2 separate regions of the Rattus norvegicus genome follow, and region 2 is linked to region 1. The links are chromatin contacts, called in public Hi-C maps. All regions are on one chromosome and are shown on one strand. The core of a region is the stretch at or near the end of the contact, and the rest is flanking DNA. Distances in the headings are between cores, read along the strand shown.

Evidence for each region. A called contact is a pair of places that touch in the nucleus more often than the background predicts.
Region 2: a Hi-C map of the A7r5 cell line shows a contact between it and region 1, with 4 times the contacts expected there. The contact joins two enhancer-like sites. A contact is called at or near these places in 6 of 12 Hi-C or Micro-C datasets (the A7r5 cell line, the Rat2 cell line, hepatocytes and 3 more).

What each region holds. Positions count from the first base shown.
Region 1 is chr6:127,100,452-127,106,438 of GRCr8, forward strand. The region is part of intron 2 of Slc24a4 (solute carrier family 24 member 4); the gene reads left to right. Among named protein-coding and RNA genes, the nearest start is that of Slc24a4, 59 kb to the left of the region's middle. Within about 2 kb of position 2,445, at least 7 of the 93 cell types and tissues checked have an H3K27ac peak or open chromatin away from gene starts, as enhancers often do. A contact at or near this core is called in the A7r5 cell line, where this site is marked.
Region 2 is chr6:127,365,518-127,371,504 of GRCr8, forward strand. LOC102548124 (a long non-coding RNA gene) reads left to right here. Exons shown (of 3, transcript XR_005506207.2): 2 at 895-1,084; 3 at 3,054-5,987. Among named protein-coding and RNA genes, the nearest start is that of Golga5, 8.7 kb to the right of the region's middle. Within about 2 kb of position 3,349, at least 5 of the 93 cell types and tissues checked have an H3K27ac peak or open chromatin away from gene starts, as enhancers often do. A contact at or near this core is called in the A7r5 cell line, where this site is marked.

The DNA.
Region 1 (5,987 bases), core at 1,195-3,694:
CCCATCTCTCCCACGTGACCATCCATCCATCCTGTCACTGGACGCTCACAACAGAGGCAGTGGGTGCCACTGCATGAGTAACTGAGGCTTCCTGATACCTCTTCCAGTGGTGGCTGGACTGGGATCTGATCCCAGACCCCTCATCCTGTGCACAGCGGCTCTCTGGATACATTGTGCTGGGCCCTGAGGGTTGTGCAGACCAAGTCAACACAGCCCCTAGAATCCAGCCCTGCCCAGCGGCTTGGCCCATCTCCTTTCCCTCTCCATAACTCCTGCCTTGGTGCTAAGGCAGAGGTGATCACACAGAAAGTTAAGTGGGGTGGTGACGTGGCCCAGAACGCCAGACTCCTCAGGGGCAAAGCTGCATCCTCTCCACCTCCTTCCCACAGTCCCTGTCCCTGCTGCACCCTCCAAAGCATAACCTCCGCCCTCCCTCAAATCCCAGGGCTCTGCTTCTCATTAGCAGCTGTCGCTTCCTGTACCTTCCCTGGGTTCCTGAACTTTGCTGCTCGAATCTTTGCTGGCCCTCGGGCTCCCTCAGCCCATGAGAGTCAAATTCCCAAGCACCTCCTTCTACTTGTTTTCTTCCGGTTGTTTGATCCCCTAGCTGGCGCCTCTCTGCTCATTTGGTCTGATACTAGGAAGTCCCTTTGGCAGAGCAGGGCATCTTCCTTCCACCATGTTTACAGAAAGCCCATCATATAGGATCCCTCCCGACACTTCTTCCCCTAGTCCAGGCTACCCCTGCTCCTCTGGATCTGTCTTCCCAGCCTACATGGTCTTCACAGATCAGGCTGACAGTTTCCCCTGGGATCACAAAAACAGTAACCCTCCACACCAGCATACTGGACCTGACCACGCTGCTGCATAGCCCAAACCCAGAGGGTCAGCTGCCAGCAGACAGGACCCAGCGCCTACTCCTCAGTGTTACGTGAGAGAGTTGCGTGAACACACCTTATTACCTTTGCTCCACTTTCCTGATGGAGGATCTGCCTCTCTGACCATCTGGTCCCGCCACTTTAAAACCTAACCTGGGTTTGGTTAAAATGGTTTCCGAAACTTTGTTTCTTTACAGCCTTTGGTTTGAGATGAGAAAGGAGTTACTCCCTGCGGCTCTACTCTGTTTCTTGTTGCAGGCAGGGCAAGGGGCCCCTAGCACCTCCAGGTGTCTCTTTCTGCCTCTTCACTTCACTCACAACCAACAGTTTTTTTTAACACAAGTGGCCTGGGGACGTTGCGGTTCTAACTTTAGGAACCACAGGCCCCATGTGGCCAGGGAGGTGGTATGGTATTGGGTAAGGTGATGCTACTCTGTATGACAAGCCCTGATATTACATCATCTTAGCAGTATTCCAGATTGGGTCTGGTGGAACACCCGCTACACAGTTACTTAGGATCCCAGGCTCCTTCCCTATTGTGGCTCAGCCTCCTCTTTGGTGGAATAACGCACTTATTGCCTGGCTGGTGGATCTGGATGATTTGTCTCTGCACTGGTGAGAATAGGGTATCTGGTCCTATACACCAGCAAAGGACCTGAGAAATGTGCCTGAATAGATGAAACTTAATAACGTTGCCATGGGAAGAGGGAACCACAGACAGCATTGGAAGGCTGCTGACTATGTCTGGCCCAGATGGGAATCGGGAGGAGGGTGGAAGAGAGTTGTCATGTGACTCGTGACCTTGATGAACAACAGACCTCCTCAGAATCTGCCCTGGTGCCCCCTGTTGCTGCTGCTGGAGAGTGAACCCCAGGGAAAGAGACCTTCAGACTCCTGGCTGCAACCCATGCCCCTGCCATGGGTACCAGCGTGTAGCCATTCCTGGCAATAGCATCGTGCTCACTCTGCTGTAGTATGACTCTGCCACTATGCTATCATGGTCCTTCCCTCTGAGTCTGGGCATAGAACTTTCTGGATCAGTAGCATGTGACAGAAAGGACTACGTGCTTATTGGAGACTCCATTAGCAGCTTCTATCTGTCTCCTAGGACTCATAGCAGTGTAGATGACAAAGACAGGTTTCCAGCTGACTTCTAGAGCTCCTCATGTGTGCCCCCACCCTGAGTGAGGCCTTCAGATGGATGACAGAGACATCAGCACCATCTACTGCTGTGCCTGAAACCTCCCAAGTACAGATGGGATTGGCCCAGCTCTGTGTTCTTATCCACTGGCTCTGGCCACAAGTGGATATTGTGGCTCCTTTCTCCACCAGCTCGTTCTCCCATCCCTGTCCCCTATCCATCATCTTTTTCTTTCTTTTAACTGTATCAGAAACTCAAGCAGGAAGTTGTCTAGTTGATAGGACAGGAATTCCAGACTCGAAAGTCCACACGAGGGAAAGAAATGTGTTGAACTGGCGAGCATATTTGGTAGCTGATGACTCCTGAGTCACTTAGCGTGACTGAAAGATGAGAGCCCTGAGCTGTCAGCCTGGCGTCGCTCCAGTCTGGTGTAGCCTCGCAAGGCTCATAGATTAGAGCTCTGGTTGCTATAACACGAGGGCTGCTCGTGTCTGGGTTGTGTGGGCAGATTTGGCTCTTAGCCACAACCGTCCATCTTAGGGCTCATCCTGTTCATAGTCAGTATTTCCTTCCAGATCATTCCATGGCCTTAGGTAGCCACATAGATGATGCCTTGGCTTGGTTTGAATACTGGTGTACTCCTCACCAAAATTCTCATGTTGAAATTTAATCTCAGTGTGGTAGAATTGAGATGTATGGTCTTTGGGGAAGTGAGGGACCAGTGTCCAGACCTGAGGGGATCCTGGTGGCCTGTGGTGTAAGGACACATAAAAGGGTCTGTCACTGACAAGGATGCTGGTACCTTGATCTTGAGCCTCTGAGCCTCCAGAGCAGTGAACTTCTGTTGCTTATAAGCTGCGTGGTGTGAGCCTCTGAGGCTCCGTCTCAACAAAGCCTTCGAGGTGCACGGAGATGTCAAAGCTCAGAGAGCATAAAGCCATTGGCCTGGGCTTGCTTCCCCTTCCCTTCCCAACATTGATATGCTACCCCAAAGTAGCATAGCAGCACTTCCTCTGGTCCCATCATCATCCAGCTAGTAACCAAATGTCAGCATGGACTGCACAGTGAGTGTGGCCACTGGGTACTGCTGTCCCACATGGAAAGAAACAGCCAGGGTATCCAGGTCCATCCAGGAGGCCAAGCTCAGCAGAGAGCTCATGCTATGATGGTCCCTGGACGTTCTTCTTAGTCTGTGTGTGTCACGTTCTTTATAAATAGGAAGGCTTTGCTCAGCTTAGGGAAAACGCACATCCATTTTTAACGTTTTAAAAAATGTGTGTGTGTGTGTGTGTGTGTGTGTGTGTGTGTGTGTGTGTGTGTGTGTGTGTGTAAGACAGAGTTGGGGAGGGATGGGGAAAGCACCTGTGGAAGTCAGAAGCAAATCTTCGAGGACTCACTACTCTCCTTCAACTGTGTGGGTCCTGGAGATTGAACTCAGAGCATCCGCCATGGTCTTTACCCACTGAGCCATCTCCCCAACCCCTAGACATCTTTCTTATAAAATAGAATTAATGCATTTCTAGAGCAGGAAGGCCATAGTGCAAGGTTCCACAGGACGTCTCAATCCCCCTGCTGTTGACACCTCCGAGGCCTCTCTGTCTGTATGGACATACCTCATTGGAGTCCCTGGACTGGGGGCAGTGTGCTTTGCTCTGTGAGAGTCTGGTCATCGGTTGTCTTGAGATGGCTCTCCTCTTTCGGGGCTGTCCTTCCTCCTCTGTACTTTTAAGTGAAGCCCTGTTGGTTCCATCTCTGACTATCTTTGGTGACAGTCTGTTTGTGTGCATCATGGGGTGAGGTTAACTGCATATGCGATCTTGGCTATCATTTGCTAAGAATGAGACTGAGGGGCTCAGATGACTCAGTGAGTAGAGCCCTTATGCTAGCAGGAGGACCTGAGTTCAAATCTCCAGCACCTACATAAGGAGCTGGCTGTGGCCACGATCATGCCCATAACCCTAGCATGGTGAGGGCAGAGACAGTAGGATTGCTGGAGCTCCCTGACTGCCAGCCTAGCTCTAGGTATGGTGAGAGACAGCCTCAGAGGAATAAGGAGGAAAGTGGATAGAACAGGACACCTGACACCATCCTGTGGGCTTTGTGTGCAGCTGCACACCCATGTGCACATATATACCCCAACGCATGCACGCACACATGCTCGTTCGCGCACATGCATGCTCGCATACACACACGCGTATGCTCAGACACGCACACATGCTCACACACGTACACATGCTCGCACACACACATGCTCACACACGCACATGCATGCTCACGCACACGCATGCTCACACATGCATGCATGCTCGCACATGCACACATGCTCACACATGCAACATGCTCACACAGCACATGCTTGCACATGCACACACATGCACACATGCTCGCACATGCACACATGCTCACACACACACACATGCTCGCACACACACATGCTCACACATGCACACGCTCACACACGCACACGCATGCTCACACGTACAGCATCGTGCCTATGGCCCTTTTGCTGCAGTACTTCACAGTTGGTTCTCAGCTGCTTGCCGTTGAGCCTGGTGTGAAATCCACCAGAGTGGCTGGCTGAGGTGGTATTTGGGAATGCAGAGGTGTCTATTCTGAGACTCCCACAGCACAGGAGCCGCCTTCTGTGCCCAGCACCTGCTGTTCCCACCTACCTCCAGCCTGAGTCACTTTTGCTTGTGGCCATCTGTGACTAAGTGAACCATCACGGCCTGGAGTTATTTGGGTTTGTGTCTTTGGCTTGAAAATGAATCTGTGTTGAGTCAAGAGAGTAACTTCTTCCACTCTCTTGCCGACTGGTGATGAGGGAGGAACTTTACACATGTGAGAAACTGGGCCAGAGCTGCGGAGCCTGCGCCCCTCCAGGCTAGCCTCAATTTAATTTTCTTTACATCTCGGAGTGTGAAGGATCAAACCCAAGGCCTTACGAACGAACGTTAATGCAATGCTCTCCCACAGCTCCTGGGGCAGGGGAGGGTGTAAATATTTATGTATTTGCTTACTTGCTCTTGAGACGGACCTTTGCTATGTGGCTCGCCTTGGGTTCAAGCCCTGGGCTCAGGTAATTCTCCTGCCTCTGCCTCCGGAGTGGTCATGACGATAGGTGTGTGTGGTGCACCATCCCAGTGAGGGTTGGATTAGCAAACTCAGAGAGGACAAGTGAGCAAGTCTGAAGGTCGGAGGAGAGAAAGTAGGGTGTGGGAGAGGATGATGAGGCTTGGGGGAGGGGTACTTAGGAGGCTGTTGGCTAGGCTAGAGCAATGGTCAGGGTCAAAGTTTGAAGCAGTGAAGATGGTTGCTGTGAGTTCCGTTTGGTGTGACCTGGAATCAACACGCTGGCGTACAATAAAGGTAGCCTGTGAGTTCACCCGAAGAAAGGTCTTTTCCTACCAATACATTTCTCACTCGAAACATTGGTGCGCTGGTTCAAAATAACACACTGGTATTTTGAACCTATAGAATGTATGGGATTTGTCTCCCAGTGGGCCCTGACCCCTCAGCACCCTCACTAAGAACAAGCCATAAAATCAAACTGAGAGATAGATAGATAGATAGATAGATAGATAGATAGATAGATAGATAGATAGATACCAGACACCCATCATCTTGGCAGCCCCAGTTGTCCACTTATCTGTTGATCCACTCAGGTCAACATACAGAATTTGGCCTCAGGGTTGCCAAATGTGTTGGAAGCCAATGGTTACAGGCTGCTTTGGTGCTGGACAAAGTGCTCTCCTCTTTGGGTCACTAGAAGCCACAGAGGGCCTCTAAAGACTAGCCTGGCCCAACCACATTGGGCCCAAAAGAGGTGAGGCTGGCACGAGTTCACAGCTGGAGTGGGCATCACTGGAAAGTGCCAGAGATGTGGTCACCTAAGAACAGTTCTGGAGAGAAGACTGTTGGGAGACATGTTTTAGTGGTGGCTGCTCTATTGCTCATGCAATCCTTGG
Region 2 (5,987 bases), core at 2,099-4,598, 270 kb after region 1:
TTGTCCCCCAACATACACCTCCCTCCTGCATCCTGTGTTAGACTAGGGAAATATAGACCAAAGAGCAGGTGCTTACTCTGCCACTGTGTGTAGGGGCAGGAAAGACAGCTCACTTTTTCTTAAGTTTGTGTGTTTGTGTGTGTGTTGGGTATGCATAAAGGTGTGCATACAAGTGTGTACATGCATGTGTGGAGGCCAGAGCAGACTTTTTGTCTTCCTCGATTAATCTATCCACCTTATTTTGTTTAGAGGTATGGTCTCTCTCTGAGTCTGGAACTTGCTGATTTGTCTAGACTGGTGGCCATTGAGCTCTAGGGCTCCTCCTGTCTCTGTCTCCCCACTCTGAGTAGAGGAGTGTATCACCACACACAGCTTTTCATGTGAACTCTGAGGTATTGAGTTTTGAGCCTCCTGTTTGTACATCAGACACTTTACCCACCAAGCCACCGATCCAACCCACATAACTTGTCTTTTCGGTTCTCGGGTTTTCATACTAAGAAACTCTTTCTTTCTTCCTTCCTTCCTTCCTTCCTTCCTTCCTTCCTTCCTTTCTTTCTTTCTTTCTTTCTTTCTCTCTTTCTTTCTTTCTTTTTTGTTAAGATTTACGTATTTATTTTATGTATATGAGTACACTGTAGCTATCTTCAGATATAGCAGGAGTGAACAGCAGATGGTGGTGAGCCATCATGTGGCTGCTGGGATTTGAACTCAGGACCTCTGGAAGAGCAGCCTGTGCTCTTAACCACTGAGCCATCTCTCCAGCCCAGGACCTGTTCTCAATATGATTTGTATTGTGAGCTTCTGCCCTTGGAATGCTGTTAGCGTTACGGAGCCCACCAGAAATGACCTGCCAGATACAATCTATAGCCAACTGAAAGTCTTTTTTTTTTCCAGCCAGCAAGGACCACACTCAGGCATTCCAGACGTTAGTGTAACCCTAAGTGTCGGAATCTGTGGTTTTGAAGGCAACACCTCGTCCTGCAGTCTCTGTTGGCAGCTGCGGGGGGCTTCTCAGAGGAACCGGTTTAATGGAAGCTAAGTTAGAGGGGCTTCTGCATGAGCAGGCAGTTTGATGGAAGCTAAGGTAAGTTTGTTGAGACATGTTGACCTTGGTTTCCTAGAACAGAGTTTGGTAATTTTCCATGGGATTCTCCATTAAGGAGATCAAATTCTACCAACACCTGAAATAGCCTCCACACGAGGACAAGACGGGGGCTGGAGAGTTGGCTCAGCGGTTAAGACTACTGACTGCTCTTCCAAAGGTCCTGAGTTCAATTCCCATCAACCACATGGTGGCTCACAATCCTCTCTAATGGAATTCAGTGCCCTCTTCTGGTGTGTCTGAAGACAGCTACAGTGTACTCATATACACAAAATTAAAAAAAGAGTACAGAAGTGCCCTTTTCTGGTGTGTCTGCCCTGCCTTGCCCTGTCACACTGGGATGAGACAAGGCATCCAAGCCTGAGATCCTGGGAGGTGATAAATGGTCTCCTGACCATGAAAACTGTGGGCACCGACAGTATTCACAGTTGTAGTAAGACAGTGTTGCGTTTGCTTGTTTCGAGACGGGATTTCTCTGTATAAGCCCTGGCTGTCCTGGAACTCACTCTGTAGACCAGGCTGGCTTCAAACTCACAGAATCTGCCTGTTTCTGCCTCCCGAATGCTGGGATCAAAGGTGCGTACCACCACTGTCCGGCAAGACGTTACGTTTTGATAGCCGATTATGGATGAATAGAAAACTAATACATCAAACATAAATATTTCAATAGATTAATATCACAATATGTATCTCCAAAAGATAAGGATATTTCTATAGCTTGGACTTTAATTATTGCCAAAGGCCCACGTGTTAAAGCTTGGTCCCCCATATGGTGTCACTGACAGACTGTGGGATGTTACAGAAGCAGGGATCTGTGAGTCCTTGACGGCATGGATTAAAGCGTGCTGGCCTCTTCCTTTTGCTTTCTGCTCCTCCTGTGGTTTAAGTAGATTTGCTCCATTACCATGCCTCCATGGCTGCCTCCATACAGGCCAAAGGTAACAGAACCAGCTGGTCAAGATCAGAACCTCCAAACCATGAGCCAAATGAAGCTTTTACCTTTATAAGCAGATAATCTTAGATATGTATTAAAGAATTGAGGAACTGACTAATATAGGGAGTTTAATTTTCTTTCTTTCTTCCTTCTTTTTTCTCTCTCTCTTTTTTTCTTCTGGCTGTCCTCAGACTCACTCTGTAGACCTTTGCCAGTCTCTGTCCTCCAAGTGCTGGGATTGAAGGCATGCTCCCTGGCTACCAGAGTTCAAAGTCTAAGTAAGTGGTTGGGAAAAAAACAAGCAAAGCGACAAGTGTTCATGTCACAAAAGAGGCTTGAAGAGTGTGAATGAGGAAATCAGGCAAAAGTCTGAAAGTTTGTTTAAGAGGAGAGAACTATATTAGTCAGGTTCTCTAGAGTCACAGAATTTATGGAACGAATAAAGTGAGCTTATGGAATCGCTTACAGTCTGCGGTCCAACTACCCCAACAAGGGGCAGCTGCGCAGGGAGAGTCTAAGGATCTAGAAGTGCTCAGTCACAGGAGGCCGGTGTCTCAGCTGGTCTTCTGTATAAGCTGGAATCCTGAAGAAGTAGGTTCGACAGATGCACTGGCAAAGTTTGTGCAAGCAGGTGGAGAGCAATTGAACCCTTCCTCCTTCCACTGTCCTTATGTGGGTCTCTAGCAGGAGGTAAGGACCAGATTAAAGGTGAGCCTCAAGATCTGGATTAAAGGTCTGCATTGATCCGGATGAAGAGCCTAGGTCATCCCACCTTAAGACCTGGATCAAAAGCTTGTGTCTTCCTGCCCCAAGATCCAGGTCACAAGTGTGCTGTCCCTTTCTGGATTGTAGTTCATTCTAGTTATAGTCAGGTTGACAACCAAGAACAGCCACCACAAAAGCCAAACATATTTTTCTAAGAAATCGACTCCAGCAAGAGCCAGCCCATTCCTACTGTAAAAACCATAAACCCATTAGTTCTGCCCTAATGACCTAATTACTTATTTTTGTTTTGAGGTACGGTCTCTGCTTCAGCTTTCAAGCACTACGGTTCCAGACGTATATAACTAATGATTTCTTAGAGGTCCCACCCCACTCTCAACATTGTTGCACTGGGGATTAAATTTCTGGCACATAAACTGATACAAACCAACGGCACCAGAGCAGATCTAAGAGTCTTTCTCAGGAGCTCAGCGGTGGAAGCACTCGTCTCTCAGGGAAGTTTAGCTTCCAGGGAAACAGAAGAATGACCTGACACATCTGGAGGAATGTCCGTATCAGCCAGGAAGCATAAAACGTCATCTGTGGACTGTGAACAAGACTCTGTGGTCTGTGAACAAGAGACTAAAATACTTCTTTTACCTGGCAATTCAAATGGAGGGCACAGATGTATTTTTAAGTATCCAGCGCCCTCTGCTGTTGGCAGCTAGAAATGCACAAAGAGATCAATTTCATTAAAAACATTATTTGTGTGTGTATGAATGGGCGTGTGTGTGTGTGTGTGTGTGTGTGTGTGTGTGTGTGTGTGTGTGTGTGTGTGTTTCCACAGAAGAAGCTATCAGATCCCCTGGAGCTAGAATTGTAGATACTTGTGCCCAAGGGGTAGGGGGTTTGCTGGAAACTGAACTCTGTTCGTCAGGAAGAGCAGAAAGTGCTCTTAACTGCTGATTCAGCTCCCTAGTTCCCTCAATTTTAATTTTTTGACATCAGGTGGAACAAGGAAGTGGAATTACAAAACCAAACTGTAAACACACAGGACTCTCATAATGAGAATAATAGAGTAGTAACCCGAGAGCCTCCAGGGGTGGGGGAGGATGAGGTAATACGGGCTCTGGAGATTCGGAGAGATGGGGCCTCGGTGGAGTCACAGAGCAGGCCTGTGGCAGTTCCACTTCCACAGGATTTGATATTCCTGCTTTTTGGTGTTACTCTAGTGACCCTGGGATTCTTAATTTTCACATCTCTGATGACTAATTTCACGCACTTTCTCATGCGCTCTTGGCCAATTGGATGTTTTCTCTTTTAAGTGCCTATTCATTTAAGACATTGGTCAATTCTTGTTGGGAGGACTTGATACACTCTAGACACCAAGAGGTCTGTTTCATTTTCCCTGCCAGTTAAAGATTTAAAAAGCAGGGAAAGGGCTGAAGAGACGGCTCAGCTGCAAAGAGCACTGACTGAGTTCAATTCCCAGCACCCACATGGTGGCTCACCGCCATCTGTGATGGGATGTAACTCCCTCCTGAAGACAGGGCGTTTATACTGTTAGGAGGCAGTTTCCTGAGTTCAGCCATCTTAGAAACAGGTTCCACCGAGCTCACAGAATCCAAGCTGAGTTCACGTTCTCAGGCCCCACAACTGGACTCCTGCCCTGCTCCCTGCTTCGTCAGATGTTTCATGTTTGTCTTTTAACCAGTAACGGATGTCAAGAGGGAAGACACTGCTATCTTATTATCTAAACCAAGACTCGCAAGTCCTAATTGACTAGGTGCAATTTGCCCATTTCTTTCTTTCCTTATCCTTCTGAATTCCGGGTCTCCTGGGTCAGCTGACTGCATGGTGTTTGGCCATTCCTGCTTTGTTCCTTTATCGCTCTAGATTCCGGTCAGAGTCCCAGAGAGCACATGACTCCAAAAGCTGACTCAAGGACCCTGAAATCAAGTGACCTGGATCAGGCCCAGTCTCCAAGGATGACTTCCTTGCTTAACCCCTTGTGTCGAAATATGATTGGTCAACGCAACCACCCGCCCCATCCCCCTTGCTTCGTTCGAGTTCCCATCCCATAAAAATGTTGTACAATCTCCCTTTCAGGGACTTGGTTCTGAGCTCGAACTGGCCGCCTCTTTGTGGGTGCAGAAGATAAAACTTTAATTGTTAAGTTTCTGACGAGTTTTCTCGGCGCCTGTCCTGAACCCAACAGTACTATATAGAATAAATAAATATTTTTTTTTCTTTTTTTTTCGGAGCTGGGGACCGAACCCAGGGCCTTGCGCTTGCTAGGCAAGCTCTCTACCACTGAGCTAAATCCCCAACCCCAATAAATAAATATTTTAAAATGAAAGACATTTACTGGGAGGGGAGGGGGAAGTAGACATTTGCATGCAAAAGACACAAAGGGAAAAGACTCTTTGCAAAGCGAAGGGGGAGCTGAAAAGATCAGTCTTTTCTAGGGGCTTTTAAAACCTCTGTAGAGCCCCACCCCCAACTCCCCAATTTAGGGTTTGCTGGTTTGGGGAAAACTACATTGATTTGCTCAGAACTATGGTATGGCATGACTGACTCAGCCTTGAACTCCTTGAGGCTGTCCAACAGCGGGGAGCCGGCTAGTGGAGACAAATGTAGCCCAGCTTTGTCTCCAGTCTCCAGGTTGAGGAAGTAGCTGGTCATCTCGGAGATTTCCAAGATGGCCCTCTTCTCTATCTGTCTGCCTACAGGGAATCTGTTGAACTCCCAGTCTCTCAGGCTGTCCCTGTCTGCAATAATTGACTAGCTAGCCCACATGGCTTCTCAGATGTACACACCATGAAGGGTTTCTCCTGATGGTTGGCTTTTCTTTTACTCAATCTGAGATCTCGTTAGGCAGGTCATCCTTTGTGAATTCAAAGACGGCTTGGTCTGCATGGCAAGAATATACAGTGAGACCATGTTCCAAAATTATTTAATCCTTAATTGTTAAAAGTTCAACTTTGGGGCAGGAGAGATGGTTCAGTGGGTAAGTGCACTCGCTGTTCCGTAGAGTGTATGTGACGAGGTGTAGTGAAGAAGCTGCCCACGTGACTGCTCCATTACTAGGGGTTTGTGGTGATTACGGGAGAAAACATCCTGAGGCATCTGAAAGAGAAAAGAAAGCAGATTAGACATGGCCAGAGCTAAGAAAGGGAGAGCGCAGGAGGGAAGAGTGGCCAAAGCAAAAGATAGGATAGTGAGCGAGTGAGAGGATAGCAAGGGTTG